2 separate regions of the Mus musculus genome follow, and region 2 is linked to region 1. Evidence: chromatin contacts called from public Hi-C data. All regions are on one chromosome and are shown on one strand. The core of a region is the stretch at or near the end of the contact, and the rest is flanking DNA. Distances in the headings are between cores, read along the strand shown.

Region 1 (7,407 bases), core at 4,069-6,568:
GACTTCTATTCTCCACAACTAGTTAATTATGTTAAGTCACTCAGTGTCCTTCCTCTCCCACATGAAACAGTCACCAGGTCTGTTACAGCAAATCCTGAGCCTGGTATGCCAGTATATTACATAAAACCCATAGAGGCCATTTAGCAGCTACTTAATCTGATTCAGGGTACAGGCAACCTACACTGGGGTCTCAGGATGCCGAGGACTCTGAGGATTTCTTTCTTATGTTCATTTGTATGTAGCAGCCTGGATTTGACCTTCTGTGTGAGTGAATTGGTACCTGACATAGAATAGAACATGACCTTAGGGAACCACAAGAGAATCTGAAAAACAGACCAGCAAAGCCCACATAAGCAGGCACTGGCAGAGGGCATGGGCTAAGTTCAGAAAGATAATTAGTTTGTACTTGACTCAAATGTCCTGCCTAATTTTCACAATATAGATTGAATGTGAGATCATCCACGAACATTTCTTTCGTTCTAAATAAATCTTGATCTTTTTTCCCTCAACAATTCATTTCGGCAGGGAGGGTACAACAGACTAGAGCAGCTCACTGTGAAAGCCAAGAAGAGAGGGAGAGAAGGAGGGGGGAAGGTGAGGAGGGAGGGAGAGAAGGAGAGAAGGAGAGAAGGAGGGAGGGGAGAGGGTGGGGGTAGGGAACACCTGTGCCCACAGGCTTTCTTCTTTTCTCCTTGGACCTCATCAGGTCCTCAGCCCCCTCCCCTTGTTTCCTTAAGGAGCCACACACTCAGGACGGGTCTTTTACCTTCACTCAGCCCCTTTGGAGTTGTCTTAATAGATATGCACAGAGTTGTGCTTTATTAATCTCTGTGGTACTTCTCAATACAGTCAAGTTCACTATCAAGATTAAGCATGATAGGTACATAGAGTCAAGGACTGTTATTCAATGGTGATCTGACTTAATTCCTCAATTCTAACCAAAAAAGGAAGAAATAAAAGAGAAATACCCAGTTCTAGAGTCACTTCCATGGAAGAGCTCAAGATTTGGAAAATATGAACTAAAACAAATACCTAGTAAACTCATTGAAGCTTTTAGTGAGTTGAAACTTGAAAACACGTTTTTGTTTTGTTATCTTACCCGTTGCCTAACAAGCCATTGTTCCAGTGCAACCATGTGTGGCAGACAAGAAACATAGCTCGGTGAATTAGTAACTGACTGGACTATAAAGTCAGGATGTACCTTTTTCTAAAGTGCAGAGTTTTGAGAAGTCAACCCACAGACTTTAGATTTTATCCATCCCTCATGTGCCTGCTGTGCTGTGACGGAGTCACAGGGCTCAGGTGAGACAGGAAGAGAGGAGTGGGTCACTCGGAGCTGGTCACTCCAACCTCGGAGCACTTGCAGTCAAGAGTCATGAGACCAAGCTCATTTTAGCTTCTGGCTCAGACTGCCAGGGCTAATAGAAACTAAATGACAGAAACTCTAAGGCAAAAGAAAAAAAAAAAAGGCTAAGGTACCAGGGCTTTGTTTTTTCTAACTCATTCATCTTATTCTCCCTTGGGGTCTCTTTATCCACTCTTATTTTGCATACCTGTGTGCACTGGGTCAATTCCCCAATTTTCTTCTATTTCACAGCAATGTCCACCCTGCTTATGCAGGACGACACTGAGAAATAGCAGTCATATATCTTGTTTCAGAGCTGTATCTCAGGGACATTTATTAGTTGGAAACTAGAAATAACTAGGAGTGACACCACTGGGATGACGGAAAGTCTGGACCACACTCAGCCAGAGTCTGTTTCTTTCCTCTTCTTAAACACAGGGTTAGGTGTGGGAAGCCATTCTCACCGAAGCCTCAGAGAAACCTTGGTCTGGGTGTTTGGTACAGGGAAGGAAAGGGAATTTACAGCTATTTCCAATGAGCTGGCTGAGGGGCCTCTCATGAGTAACACATTATATTTGCCTGGATTCAAAACACTGGAAATAGAAAAATAAATAAGTCAGGTTGTCATGAGGCAGCCCACTATTTTTGTGAAGCCAAGCAGAGAGCCTGGACCGTAAAATGTTTCAGGATGAAAACTCAAGCTTCATAACTACAGTTATGAACACTTACTGGTAGAGAAGTGTTCTGTGTCACCAGGTCCTTCTTCACTGTGTGAACATTATGGAGAACACTTGCACAGACTAAGATGGCTGGCTGTCCTTTTAGCAATGCAATCTTGGGAGACAACTATCATATGTTGACTGAACCAGGCTTATGTGGTGTGTGTGTGTGTGTGTTTGTGTGTATGTGTGTGTTTGTGTGTTTGTATGTGTGTGTGTTTGTGTGTATATGTATGTTTGTGTGTTTGTATCTGTGTGTGTTTGTGTGTGTGTATGTGTGTGTGTGTGTGTGTGTGTGTGTGTGTGTATGTACTCTGATTCAGAGAATTAACCAGTGTGAGTGGAGTTCGATGTAGAAAGATCGGAGAACAGAACAGAAAACTGAAAACATAAAAAAAAAAAAATCTGTAGACAAGAGGTTCTCAACCTTGGATCAAAACCCCTTTGTGGGTTGAATGGCCCTCTCACAGGGGTTACCTGTCAGAAATCCTGCATTTCAGATATTAAATTACAATTCATAACAGTAGAAAAATACAGTTACAAAATAGCGATGAAAATAATTTTCTATGGTTGGGGGTCACTACAAGCTGAGGAGCTGTGTTAAGGGGTCACTACATTAGGAAGATTGAGAACCACTGCTGTAGACTGTGGGAAAGGAGAGTCTGGTGGTCAGAGTCAGAGCCAGGGCTTCCCTTCTGATCTCACTTGGATTGGCATGTCAGATATAGATACCTATGACCTGCAGACAAGGTATCACAGCCTGGGATACATATGACCTGAGCAAGGAGGTGGGGTGGGGGCAAGGAATGAAGGAGGGAAGAGACTACTTCGGCCCCAGAATATCAAACTGAGCTCCCTGAAGGACTCTGGCCAAGTGTTGAGAATCTAACTCTGGAATTCCAATTAAACCAGTGAAGTCTGTATATTTTTCATAACATTGCTTAAACAGAGTTCATTTTGTTTGTATATTTTCCTTCTTTGAGAAGAAATTCCATGTTATTCATCCATGTGCATCTATAATACTGAAAATATAGATGCTCAAAAAAATGTTCATTGAGCAAATAGGTCAGTCTTCTAAGCTAAAGTGGTGTATTCACTGAGGACCTTAGTCATGTGCTGACTAACTAGGTTTACAAAGGCAAAACAAAATGTCCATTTCTCCACTTCCAGTTAGGTTTCTTCCCTACCTTTTTACAGCATGTTCTTCACTGAAGTTAGTTAAGCATAATAGATACTCACTGATGAGTGGATATTAGTACAGAATACCTATGATGCAACCCACAGACCATAAGATATTTAGCAAGAAGGAAGGCCCAAGTGAGGATGGTTCAATCCCACTTAGAAGGGAGGCACAGGGAAGGAGGGACCTGGGTGGGAGAGGGGAGGGAGAAGGGAAAAGGGGGCAGGACAGGGATAATGGGAGGCAGGAGAGAAGCCTAGAGGGCCAGGAGAATGGATGGAAATATGCAGCTGCCAGAGGTGGAGGGTGGTGGTGGGGAACCTCTGGAAAGTCCCAGAGACCTGGGATGTGAGAGCCTCCCAGGACTCAATGGGGTTAACTTAGCAGAAATGCCCAACAGTGTGGAGATGGAACCTGAAGAGACCGCCTCCAGTACATAGACAGAGGCCACAGTGGAGGGATTGGATCACCAACTCACCTTTGAAATGTCTGACCCAGAATTGTTCCTATCTAAAAGAAATACAGAGACAAAAATGGAGCAGAGAATGAAGGGAAGGTTGTCTAGTGACTGGCCCAACCTCGGGTCCATCCCATGAGCGGGCACCAAACTCTGACACTATTACTGATGCTATGTTGTGCTTGCAGACAGGAGCCTAGCGTGGTTGTCCTCTGAGAGGCTCTACCAGCAGCTGACTGAGACAGATGCAGACACAGCCAACCATTGGACAGAGATCAGTGACCACTATGGGAGAGTTAGGATTGAAGGAGCTGAAGGGGATGGCAACCCCATAGGAAGAACAACAGTGTTAACTAACCTGGACCCTTGGGAGCTCCCAGAGACTAAGTCACCGACCAAAGAGGATACATAGACTGGTCTGAAGCCCTAGACACATACGTAGCGGAGGACTGTCTTGTCTGGCCTCAGTGGGAGATGATGCACCTAATCCTTAAGAGTCTTCATGGCCCAGAGAAGGGGGATCCTGGAGGTGGGGGTACCTTCTCAGAGGGGAAGGAAAGGAGGAGGGGTGAAGAACTCTGGGGGGTGGGGACCAGGAGAGGGACAACATTTGGGATGTAAATAAATAAAATAATTAACTAAAAAATTAATTAAAAAATATCTTAAGAAGGGCTGGAGAGATGACTCAGCAGTTGAGAGCACTGGCTGCTCTTCCACAGGACCTGGGTTCAATTCCCAGAGACCACATGGCAGCTCACAATTGTGTGTAACTGCAGTTCCCGAGGATCGGACACCCTCACACAGGCATTCAAGCAGGCAGACACCAACGCACATAAAAATAAATAAATTAGTTTAAAAAAAAAAAAACCTTACGAGTCCCTGCACATATACACAAAACACAAACAGTCACACATGGAGAAATAATGATTTTTTAAAAGCTACGGGATCAAACCAGTCTCAACTCTCCCTGGTATGTATCTTGTTCTAAATTCATAAGCCTTGAGAAAAATGTGTCTTGAAATTAGACTTCCTCTATTTCAATATCTCAAGTCCTTTCTCTCTCAGTAAGGAGTTTTAGCAGCAGCATGCACCACAATTGTTTCTTTCCTTTAAAATAAAACTGTACAACCCCAGAAAGTCTGTCTTCATTTCGGCGGCCCATGCAACGTCTCACAGTCTAGTCTATCACCATGCAATAGAGCCAAACCTCTTTCCAACGGTTACCAAATCTAATTAAAATTCCCTTATCACTGTGCGCACCCAGTGGTGAGGTTCTTTGTTTAACTGAGCATGGTGTAGTCACAGAACAGTTGGACCTTGAGCTTCCTTCTTCCACCTTTATTCTGCTGGCTTTCAGTTTGATTTCCAGAATACCAGATATATCATCAGTTGATATCCAGAACTTTTCCTCTTCTGCATTTTCATTTGTGGTTCATTTTATTATATTCTGCTCCTCTGGGCTTCTGAACAAACTTTGCTTCTGTAGCACTGGGGGCTGGGGGAGGGGGGGGCAGGGGCGGTGGGGGGGGGGGTGCGGTGCGGAACAAAACCAAACCATGGCTGCTGTTAAACACTCTATAAGGAAGTGGTTGCCCTAGCAACCGTAACCACAAGCAAGCCATTGGAAGCTCTTTCTCCTTGTGTGATTTGTTTGGTTGCTAAAATACTGCAAGCATTTTTGTACATAGTCAGGGAGTAAATATCTCAGTTTCCAGAGCGAGCTGGGAGCAGAGCAGGTGATAAGGCTTTGGAACAGCTGTCGGGTGATAAACAGTAAACGTTTCACGTGACGACTTCAGCCTGGTGATTGATCTCTAAAGGGCAAATGCTAAACTTGTTATAGTTAAGAATCCAAACTGGTGACTGCCTCAAGGACACAACTCTTAAATGGGAGTAGTTAGAAATTCCACAGAAGTCAAAAGTTTCACTTAAAAGACAGGTGACATTTCAGTTTTATTAATTCATAAATAGGTGCCAAATGCTGGTTCTCCAATTATAAATAAAACACCAGAAACTTGGCTAAAAGTCATTATAAGGGCATGTCCTCGCTCTCCCCATATATATATATATATAATAAACAAATATTTGTGTATATACATATATGTGTGCATACATACATGCATGTATATACATATATCCATGTATATACATAAATATGAGTATGCAAAGCATCAGTTTAAATTGTTACTGAAGAATTTCTCTAGTTTCTTACGACTCACAAAATCTAAAGGATATCTATTTCTGGAAAACATTGGAAATAAAGATGTCTTCCAAGAATCAAGACTTTTTACAAGTAAAGGGAAGTTTTACAGCTTGCCAACAACTACTAGAAGAGTGTGTAAGAGTGCCATAGGCATCTCAAGACATGAGTGCAAGTAAGACCATAGCATCCCATGCTGCCCAGGGCTTCTGGAATCTGTCAAGGATGGGATATAATAGGATGCACATGTGTGCGTGTGCACGCGCGCGCGCACACACACACACACACACACACACACACACACACACAGAGGCAGGGTTGGTGGCAACTGCAGTCCCAGCCTTGGGAAAGTAGAAGCAAGACAGTCAGTGGCTCAATGTCTACATGAGATTCTGTATCAAAACAGCAACAGTAACAGTAACAGGACAACTTTCCTACCCAGTCCCAAACTGTCCTTGATTTGGGGATTTCTTCGGATGGGTTGATGTCAGAGCAATTTGAATAAAACATATACTCACGTCTGTGCCCATGTAATTTGTTAGGAAGAAAGCCATGTAAAAAGAGTGCCCTCCAAGTTTCATCAAGGGAGACAATGGTGATGGGAAAATTTGGAGCTCTGGACACCAGGACAATTGAGCAATGGGTGGGAAAATTATAGAGCTCTAGTCAGAGTTTTATCCCAAAATGCTGAAGAGGCCTGTGGGCTTGGGTAGGAATTAAAATGGGGGGGGGGGAAGCAAGCAAGCAGGAAGGAAGGGAGAGAAGAAAGGAGAGATGACAGAGAGAGCAAGAGGAAACACGGGGTAGGCTGCTCAAGGTTGGTGACACTCAAGGAACCAAAGCAAAAGTCAGTGTGTGTGTGTGTGTGTGTGTGTGTGTGTGTATGCACTAAGTGGAAGCTTGATCATCATCTGAGTGATTCTGAGAACACTGTCAAAATGAAGCCAAAGGGATGTGTGTGGGGCCTGGTCATGAATGGACTCATTTCCTCAAGGACCCAGAGAACTGACTGTCTCAGTGCTGCTCTGCATTCTACAGAGACAGTGTTTGTGCCTTCTCTTCATTCATGTCTTAGGACAGAAGACAGCTAGCTGCAAGAACAGCAAGTACAAGCAGGATGTTTCTATTTAGGTAGCTTTCTTGTCTGGATTCCCAACTCTAACATGGCGAACTCTGTCCCACTGCTTCTGGGCCCGATGGGCCACGTGCAGGTCAAATGTCAGGTGGGATCCCTCAAAATCATGGCTTCTGAGACTTCAAAAGCTTGCTTGAAACACCATCATAAAACATTGCCTCAACAGGAGGGAGTTCAGGCCACCTTGCAATGACTCTAACATCTACCTCCGGTTGTACCAGCTGCTAAGTATCCTTAAACCTAGATCTTTTGTATAGTTCTTCCCACTTAATTTTCTTACAGATGACACATTTGTATCTGAACCTATTCTATGGGGAATTCGAGATAGAATTCTTGACTGAATTGAGCTGGAAATTAAACCTTCAGTCTGT
Region 2 (7,774 bases), core at 4,018-6,517, 280 kb after region 1:
GATAGATGTGAGTGCTACTTTCTTGATATTTTGAATGTCTGGTGGAATACTTCTCAGCCTTGAATCGTGATAGGCTAGGATGAATGACCTTCCCTACCGAGTATGCAGACAGATCTGTACTCTCCAAAGCACTACTCAGAGTACTTGCAATCTAGAAACTGGGCAAGCTAGCCACCCTGTATTTTCATTGTTCTTAGGATCTTTTGCTAATCTAAACCTCCATGCAAGCAGGACTACACTATCCTGTTTAATTTAGTGTGACCAGTTGTGGTCAGTGTTGACATCTACGAATTTACTTAGACTTGAAAACTCTGTGGTAATGTACTGGGTAACAAGCCACTTAAATTCAAATCATTACACCTCTATTAGATCTTGGAATATGCTACAAAAAGACATTGTTCTGGCATAAAGTACTCTGAAATACTGCCTTTCCTAAGGGATTTAAGACTATATGTAGCACATTAAAAAATATCCATGATAGGGGTTAGGACAGGGTCATAGAATTAAAGGCCTGCCACGCTGACATGATGACCTGAGGGTGATACCTGCACCCAGATGAGAAAGCCAGTAATGGGTGCATATGTATAATGCTCGTGCAGAGAAAACAGACACCGGAGAATCCCTGGGTGGGGCTTGCTGACTTGGTGAGCCTAAGGTTCACTGAGGGACCCTAGCTCAGGAAGTGACTTAGTCAATTTCCACCTTGTTTTTGGGATAGGGTCTGGCCACTGAGCTCTGGGATCTTCCTGTCTCGGCTTCCACAGCATGAGGATTCTAGGCAGATGCTGCTGTGCCTGGCTTTTACGTGGCAGGTTTTCAGGGCAAGCACTTTGCTGAAGTCAGCGTAGTAGTGTATGCCTGTAATGCCTGCCTGTGGAGACCAAAGCAGGAAGACTGCCACAAATTCAAGGCCAAACTGACCTAGGAGTGAGGCCAGCCAGAGTAATGTAACAATGCCCTTGGTCAAAAACTGAGGACAACTTCCTGACATGCTGAAGCGTTACCTGAGCTCATGGCCCTGCTGGACGCTCATCTCCCCACAAACCTTAACATGCAGGTTTTCTCACCTCACAACCATACAGCTGAGCAGTACCTGTACCATAACCAATCTTTCTACTGGAAAGACTTTTATAATCACACCTTATACTCATTTCAGAGACAGTATTTGGGAGTAAACGGAAAAGCAAAATGCTACTAAAATAACTTATTTATTGCTGTTTTAAAAATAAATTAACATTATAGAATATCAAATTTGATTTCATCTAATATATTAACAAAAGCATAATACACTCCAGTAAACAAGGATTTCCAACTTAATGTGTAACTAAGTCAATTAAACACTTGAGTTTTAGGTAGGGCAAATAGCTGCCACTGCCGTTCAATTCCCCAAATCCAGCGCTTCACATGTAAGGGGAAGCATCAGAGGGGCTCTTTCCTACTGGAAACGCACAGGAAATGACATCGCCAAAGCAGCTACAGAGAAGGTGCTAGTTCAAAATTCTACTTCATGTCCCTGAAAGAGGTGGTGGGTTTTCCCACCAGTTTTATATAAATGACAGTTTGTTCATGAAAGCAGCCCATGTGGAATGTGGTGGCATGGTCATGTCTTAAGTCTTGGGGTTTGGCAGTGTCTGGTCATGTGTTCACATTCAGGGTTAGGAGAGATACTAAGGCTGTGGGCTGCCATCGTGTCACAGTGATTCCTGCCTCAGGAACACTGAGAAGATGGCTCTCTCTCTTCTCCTTAGAGGTAGGAAGTATTGTCAACTCCAGAAGAGCTGGGGTACAGTTTATACTACACTAGATTCAATGAGATTGGTCAATACAACATTTTGGTTTTTGTATCTATGAAATGTTTTTTTTTTTTCTTTTTTTTTTTTCAAAAAAAGCAACCAGGTTAAAAGTTACTGTGTCACTTATGAAGACAGAGATGCTGTTCCTGCTGTAAACTTAAGGCCTGTTGTTGAGCATGTCTTCACACCACCCTCTGCTTCTGGCCTCCATATAGACAGATGCACTGCACTGCTGCATGGTGCATTCCATCTCAATCAGCTGGCGGCATCCAATGGTTAATCTTTCCCTAGGGGAAAAGAAGTAAATCACAAAACAGTCAAGAATCCCAGAGGCAGCGGCAGGCAGGTATCTATCTGTGCGGTCTAGGCAACCTGGTCTATGTAGGGAGTTCCAGTCTAGACAAGGCTATACACCCTGTCTCAACAATTCCTTATTTTTAAGTGTATTCATTTGTATGTCTATGTGTGGGTTCATACAAATGAATTTAGTGCACAGAGGCCAGAAGGATGTGTCAGATCCTCTGGGGGTGGAGTTATAGGTGGTTGTGAGAAGCCCAAGTTGGACGCTGGCAACTGAACTCCAGTCCTTTCCAAAGAGCAGTAAGACTTCCTAACCCCTGAGCCATTTCTCCAGTCCAGCACCTACATCTGACTCCTGGACCCACATAGGAGAAGGAAAGAAGTGATTCTCCAAATTATCCTCTACCTTCACCATGTGTGCTGTGGTACGCACACACACACACCAACCACACGTAATTTTTAAATAAACAGTTCTACAGCTAGGTGTGTTGGCTCTTGAAATTGGGCAGGTAAGCAGGTGAGAGAACTGAATATGATCAAAATATGCTGCATGAAATTCTCAAAAGAATAAAAATGTTACTTATAAAAATTTTGGCTTTGAGTTACCATAGACCTATTTCCTAACTTAAAATTAGTTTTGATTTTGCTGCCAATTCTTCACAACTAATAAAAAAAAGGGTTTTCAGAAGAGCCTTGTACAAGGTTCAAAAAGATGAAAATGTTTTCTTATAAATTCTAAAATAAAACAAAAATTAGGAAGGTCTACATTCCTATCCTTGGTTATTTATTCTGAAGTTGTGAACAAGCAAGTAAACATATCTTTCAGTAACTGAATCTATTTCCCTATCCTTCCTTTTTCTTCTCTTCCCTACCCTCAAGGTTAAGAGGGGGCTCTCCTCTTCAGCCTAGTGGCACTGACTTCCTTCTCTTCATGAATTAGTATTCTGACAGCAATCACTCGTGGCTGTATCCTAGAGCAGGTTGTCAGGGCAGAAAGCTGTTCGTTGTGATGGACCTCCTGAGTTCCTTTCCTCAGACTTGTCCAGCATCTCCAGTGAGTCATCCTCCCTGAGCACTCATCTTGGTAATGGGATCCCAAACATGAGGAGCACTCAAAACATTTTGGATACTTCCTAACTTCAACAAAGTTCTTCCTTTAGGTCTATAAAAACCATTTGTCTTAAGTTAAAGTGAAAACTATTTCTATTTTCTTTCTCTGATAGTCTTACTAAGTTGCCTAATATGGCTTAAATATGTCTCAGCCTTCCAAGCATCTATAGCATGCACCACCACACCCTCAAGTTTTGAGTTCAAACAGACTAGATAGGATGTGGCCCACATGAACAAAAGCTCTTTAGAGTCTTCAATAATCTACAGAGATAGATGGTGGTACATGTCCATAGTCCCAGTTATTAGGGAGACTGACACAAGAGGACTTGTTGGCTCTCACAAATTCAAAACCAGTCTGAGCAATACAGCAAGACCTTGCTTCAGAGTAAGCAAATAAATAAATAAACACATAAATAAATAAGATTGTATACACATGCATACATAAATCTTGTGGTCAAACGTATAAAAACCATTTCAAACTATATAGCTGATAAACTAACAGGCTTTCTGCATATATGAAATATTTTGTACTAATATGGGTTTTAAAAAATCGTGAGAGGTTAGGGAGATCACTTTTAAAGTGCTTGCCATGAAAACAGGACTGAGTTCAGATATCAGCACAGCAGCATCTGCCTACAATCCTCATGCAGGAGGTGGAGACAGGAAGATCCCAGAGCTCAGTGGCTAGACCCTATCCCAAAAACAAGGTGGAGAGTGACTGACATCCACTGCTGGCCTCTACATGCATGTTCACACACACACACACACACACACACACAAACACACCGTAAAAAAAATGGCTTCACTCTCCCACAGTGGTAGCAAACAGGGTAAAAGTCTGTTACAGATATCTCATCATCTACATACCGGTACTCAGTCTGAGAAACACAATCATAAAGTTCCCGGGCAGTGAATTTGACATTTTTGTTTACCTGAAAAGAACCAAAGTACAGTTAGTAAGGAGATATGTTAAAATGAATGAGCAATGAAATTACAACCCCAGTGGGGCATATCCTGAGAACAGAATTTCAGCTCTCCAGGCACTGCCTAAGACAACTGAATCAATGACAGGAAGAAGTTCAGTGACTGTAATGTTAACACCACACTCTATGCAAACTTTAGTTCTATTTTTACAACTCATCTATTCACTGAACTAGAAACAGTAGAAACGAGTGGCCCCAATGCAGTGCAATTTTACTTAAGAGCAGATTACTTTGCCATTCAACTGGACAGAAAAAAAAATATGTCTATAAGCTATTGAAAAGGTCTGATTTAGGACCTGGAGAGATGGCTCAGCAGTTAAGAGCACTGTCTGCTCTTCCAGAGGTCCTGAGTTCAATTCCCAGTAACCACATGGTGGCTCACAACCATCTGTAATGGGATCTGATGCCCTCTTCAGGTGTGTCTGAAGACAGCTACAGTGTACTCATATATATATATAAAATAAAAAATTTTTTAAAGAGGTTTGATTTAGGAAAAGGTTTGAATTAACGGTATTTCTGTCCCTTCCTCTTCCCTTCACTCACTCACTCACTCACTCATTCATTCATTCATTCCTTTTCTTCCTCCCTCCCCACCTCCTTAGGTTCCAGGAATTCCACTCAGAGCGTCATGCATGTTAAACAAATGCTCTTCCTTAGACGTATTCCCTAGTCCATGGACATTTTCTGAAAAATCTGTTTTTTAAAAAAGTCTGTTATAACCCAGAGATGTAATTTATAAAACCATAAATGTAAAAGTCTATCATTCAAACTGTTGCACACTTGAATCACAAAGTGAAAAACTTTTCTCTTTTGAAATTTTACTTTATCATTAGTATGTGGGTATGTATGTTAGTGTATGTTAGTAGTATATGGGTGTGTATGTTAGTGTATGTTAGTAGTATGTGGGTGTGTATGTTAGTGTGGTACACACACATGCCACGGTGTAAGTGTCAGAGTCAGAGGACAAATCTGAGTGACTGGATGAAGCTTGCATCAGCAGGTTTGCACAGCAAGTACTTTTGCCAGCCGAGACATCTCACTACTACTAATGCAGACGATGTTCTATTTATGTGCAATGAGTCACTGGTCTGGTCCGAGGCCTCTGGCTTCTGCTACACTATCAATACTGGATCCTCACTGGGACTCCCCTCAGCCCATTGTTGCCTGTGTCGTGGAGACCCTGCAGCTTTAGATCTGCAGGTCTGGCCCCTTGATAAGCTCCAGCAGCTCATAGATGGGGTAGATGTTAGAGTGGGCCAACTCAAAAGCCCTGGGTAGAATAACTGAGCTGTTCAATCCCAGTTCTCTAGCACTGCCCAAGGGCAGCTCGCCCAAGTGCCTATGCTGGCAAGGGGCAGGGCCAGCTCTCCTTGTATATCTTAAATATAATATGTTTAAGAAAACAAATGTTATTGGCAAATTTTTATGACACTAAGAAACTTTAATTTAGGCTAGCCTGTACAAGAGAGCAAGATCCTGGCTCAAAATAAAAAAACAAACAAACAAAAAAACCACTTTATTTAAAGAAAATATCAATAGCAATCTTCTTGTATTTATTTATATCCAAACAATATATAAATATTATATGAATAATATATAAATACTTTCCATACCTCATACTTGATTAGGAAGTTATAGAGAGTCTCAACATCTTGGTAATTACTATTAGGAGCCAAAATCCTAAAATAAATAAATAAATGGAAATTAATTTTAAACAAATCTTTAATTTTCTCCTTCAAACTTATACATGTCACTCATGTTTATCAAGTTTATTCAAAAGTTTTTCTGTAATTTCTTATGGGTAGGGGTCACTACAATATGAAGAACTGTTATTAAAAGGTCACAGCATTAGGAAAGTTGAGAACCACTAATCTAAAAGAAGAAAAGATACACTCTGAATATAGTAGGTTAAGCCTCAATGAGTAAATCCCTCTAACTCAAAATAAGAAAACCCTTTATTAGTGGCCAAGCACTCTGTTCATGACAATTAATTCAATTACTAAGAAGATACTTCTAAAACTGCAACTTGAAGTTTTTTTTAATATTTATTTATTTATTATATGTAAGTACACTGTAGCTGTTTTCAGACACTCCTGAAGAGAGCATCAGATTTTGTTATGGATGGTTGTGAGCCACCATGTGGTTGCTGGGACTTGAACTCAGGACCTTTGGAAGAGCAGTAGGCGATCTTAACCACTGAGCCATCTTAACAGCCCCTTGAAGTTTTTAATGAAATGTTTTGTTTCAACAAACTAGCAGAATCTAGATACAAACAATCCAAAATGCTGTCATTGTGCCAACTAATCCTTCTTTTTAAAGGCCTTACAGTATAGACTAGTCTGACTTCCAGCTGGAGTTCTTCATGCCTCAGTTCCCTGAGTATTGCTATGAGCCACTACACTCTATGCCAACTGAAAGAAGAGCTTTTATAAATAATCTTGCTTACCCTCAAAAGGTCAGCTATCCCAATATCTCAATTAGTAAGTCAAAAGTACTTTCTAATAAAATAGATAAAAATTAAAATGTAAAGTGACTAAGCACCAGTGGATCTGAAAAGATGCTGTGATTATAGACCTCCTTAGTAAGAAATCATGATGGTGATCCTGTCTGTGGATGGGCATGCTCTTTCCAAATGTTAAAAGAGAGTAGGACTTATGCAGGCCCTCGATTTGATCCCCACTTGAAAAAAAAAATGGGCAAGAGTAATAGAAAATTAATGTTTAGAAATTTCATAAACTCACAACAAGAAATACAGAAATTTCAGATCTTATGCCTGTAATTGTTTTAGAAAACAGCTCCAGGGGCTCAGTGGGTGAGGGAACACTTGCAACACAAGCACGAGAACATCAATTTGAATCCCTAGTCCTATAGTAGTAGTATACCTCAGTGCCGTGAGACAGAGGGTAGGGCACCCGCTAAAGCATGCTGTCTGCCAGCCTAGCACCAGCCTAGCTTCAGGAGTGTCCATCTTATGGAAATACAACAGAGAGGGACAGAACGAGAGAGAGGAGAGAGAGAAGAGAGGAGAGAGAGAAGAGAGGAGAGAGAGGGACAGGAGAGAGAGAGAAAGAGAGAGGAGGGAGAGAGAGAGGAGAGAAGAGGGAGAGAGGAGGGAGAGAGAAAGAGAGGAGGGAGGGAGAGAGAAGAGAGAGGAGAGAGAGGGGGAGGGAAAGGAGAGAGGGGAGAGAGAGAGAGGAGAGGGAGGGCGAGAGAGGAGAGAGGAGAAAGAGAGAGGAGAGAGAGGAGAGAGAGGAGGGAGGGAGGGAGGGAGGGAGGGAGGGAGGGAGGGAGAGAGAGAGAGAGAGAGAGAAACGCTTGTATTACAAGGTATTTCAAACTGAAACTGTAAAGTGAAGGTTTTAAAACAACTAATAAGAACCATCTTTTCTTAAACCAAGAACAGGTTTAATTTTTTGAAATCATATTTTATGATTAGGCCTTACATAGTCAAATTTATGTTAGTTATTATTTGTCCCTACAACTAAGTAGAGCATTAAAAAAGAAAAGGAAAAAAGTCATCTAAGCTTGAGGAACAGCCTCAAGGCCTGGGAAAATGGCCCAACAGGTAAGGCTGCTTACTGCGCAAAC

The links. Hi-C and Micro-C count contacts between places; a contact is called where the count stands out from the background.
Region 2: a Hi-C map of bone marrow-derived macrophages shows a contact between it and region 1, with 20 read pairs. The contact joins two enhancer-like sites. A contact is called at or near these places in 5 of 484 Hi-C or Micro-C datasets (CD8 T cells, the CH12 cell line, the N1E-115 cell line and 2 more), 12 of 115 datasets of contacts at active chromatin or transcription factors (embryonic basal ganglia, embryonic limb bud, embryonic stem cells and 5 more) and 3 of 9 other capture datasets (adipose tissue, embryonic stem cells and liver).

Annotation. Positions count from the first base shown.
Region 1 is chr1:151,090,908-151,098,314 of GRCm38.p6, forward strand. The region is part of intron 1 of Gm36139 (a long non-coding RNA gene); the gene reads right to left. Among named protein-coding and RNA genes, the nearest start is that of Gm36077, 11 kb to the left of the region's middle. Within about 2 kb of position 5,319, at least 110 of the 459 cell types and tissues checked have an H3K27ac peak or open chromatin away from gene starts, as enhancers often do. A contact at or near this core is called in bone marrow-derived macrophages, where this site is marked.
Region 2 is chr1:151,366,509-151,374,282 of GRCm38.p6, forward strand. It overlaps Swt1 (SWT1 RNA endoribonuclease homolog (S. cerevisiae)), which reads right to left. Exons shown (of 20, transcript NM_025819.4): 18 at 5,800-5,866; 19 at 4,071-4,135; 20 at 1,191-2,080. The coding sequence ends at 1,951. Among named protein-coding and RNA genes, the nearest start is that of Ivns1abp, 26 kb to the left of the region's middle. Within about 2 kb of position 5,268, at least 18 of the 459 cell types and tissues checked have an H3K27ac peak or open chromatin away from gene starts, as enhancers often do. A contact at or near this core is called in bone marrow-derived macrophages, where this site is marked.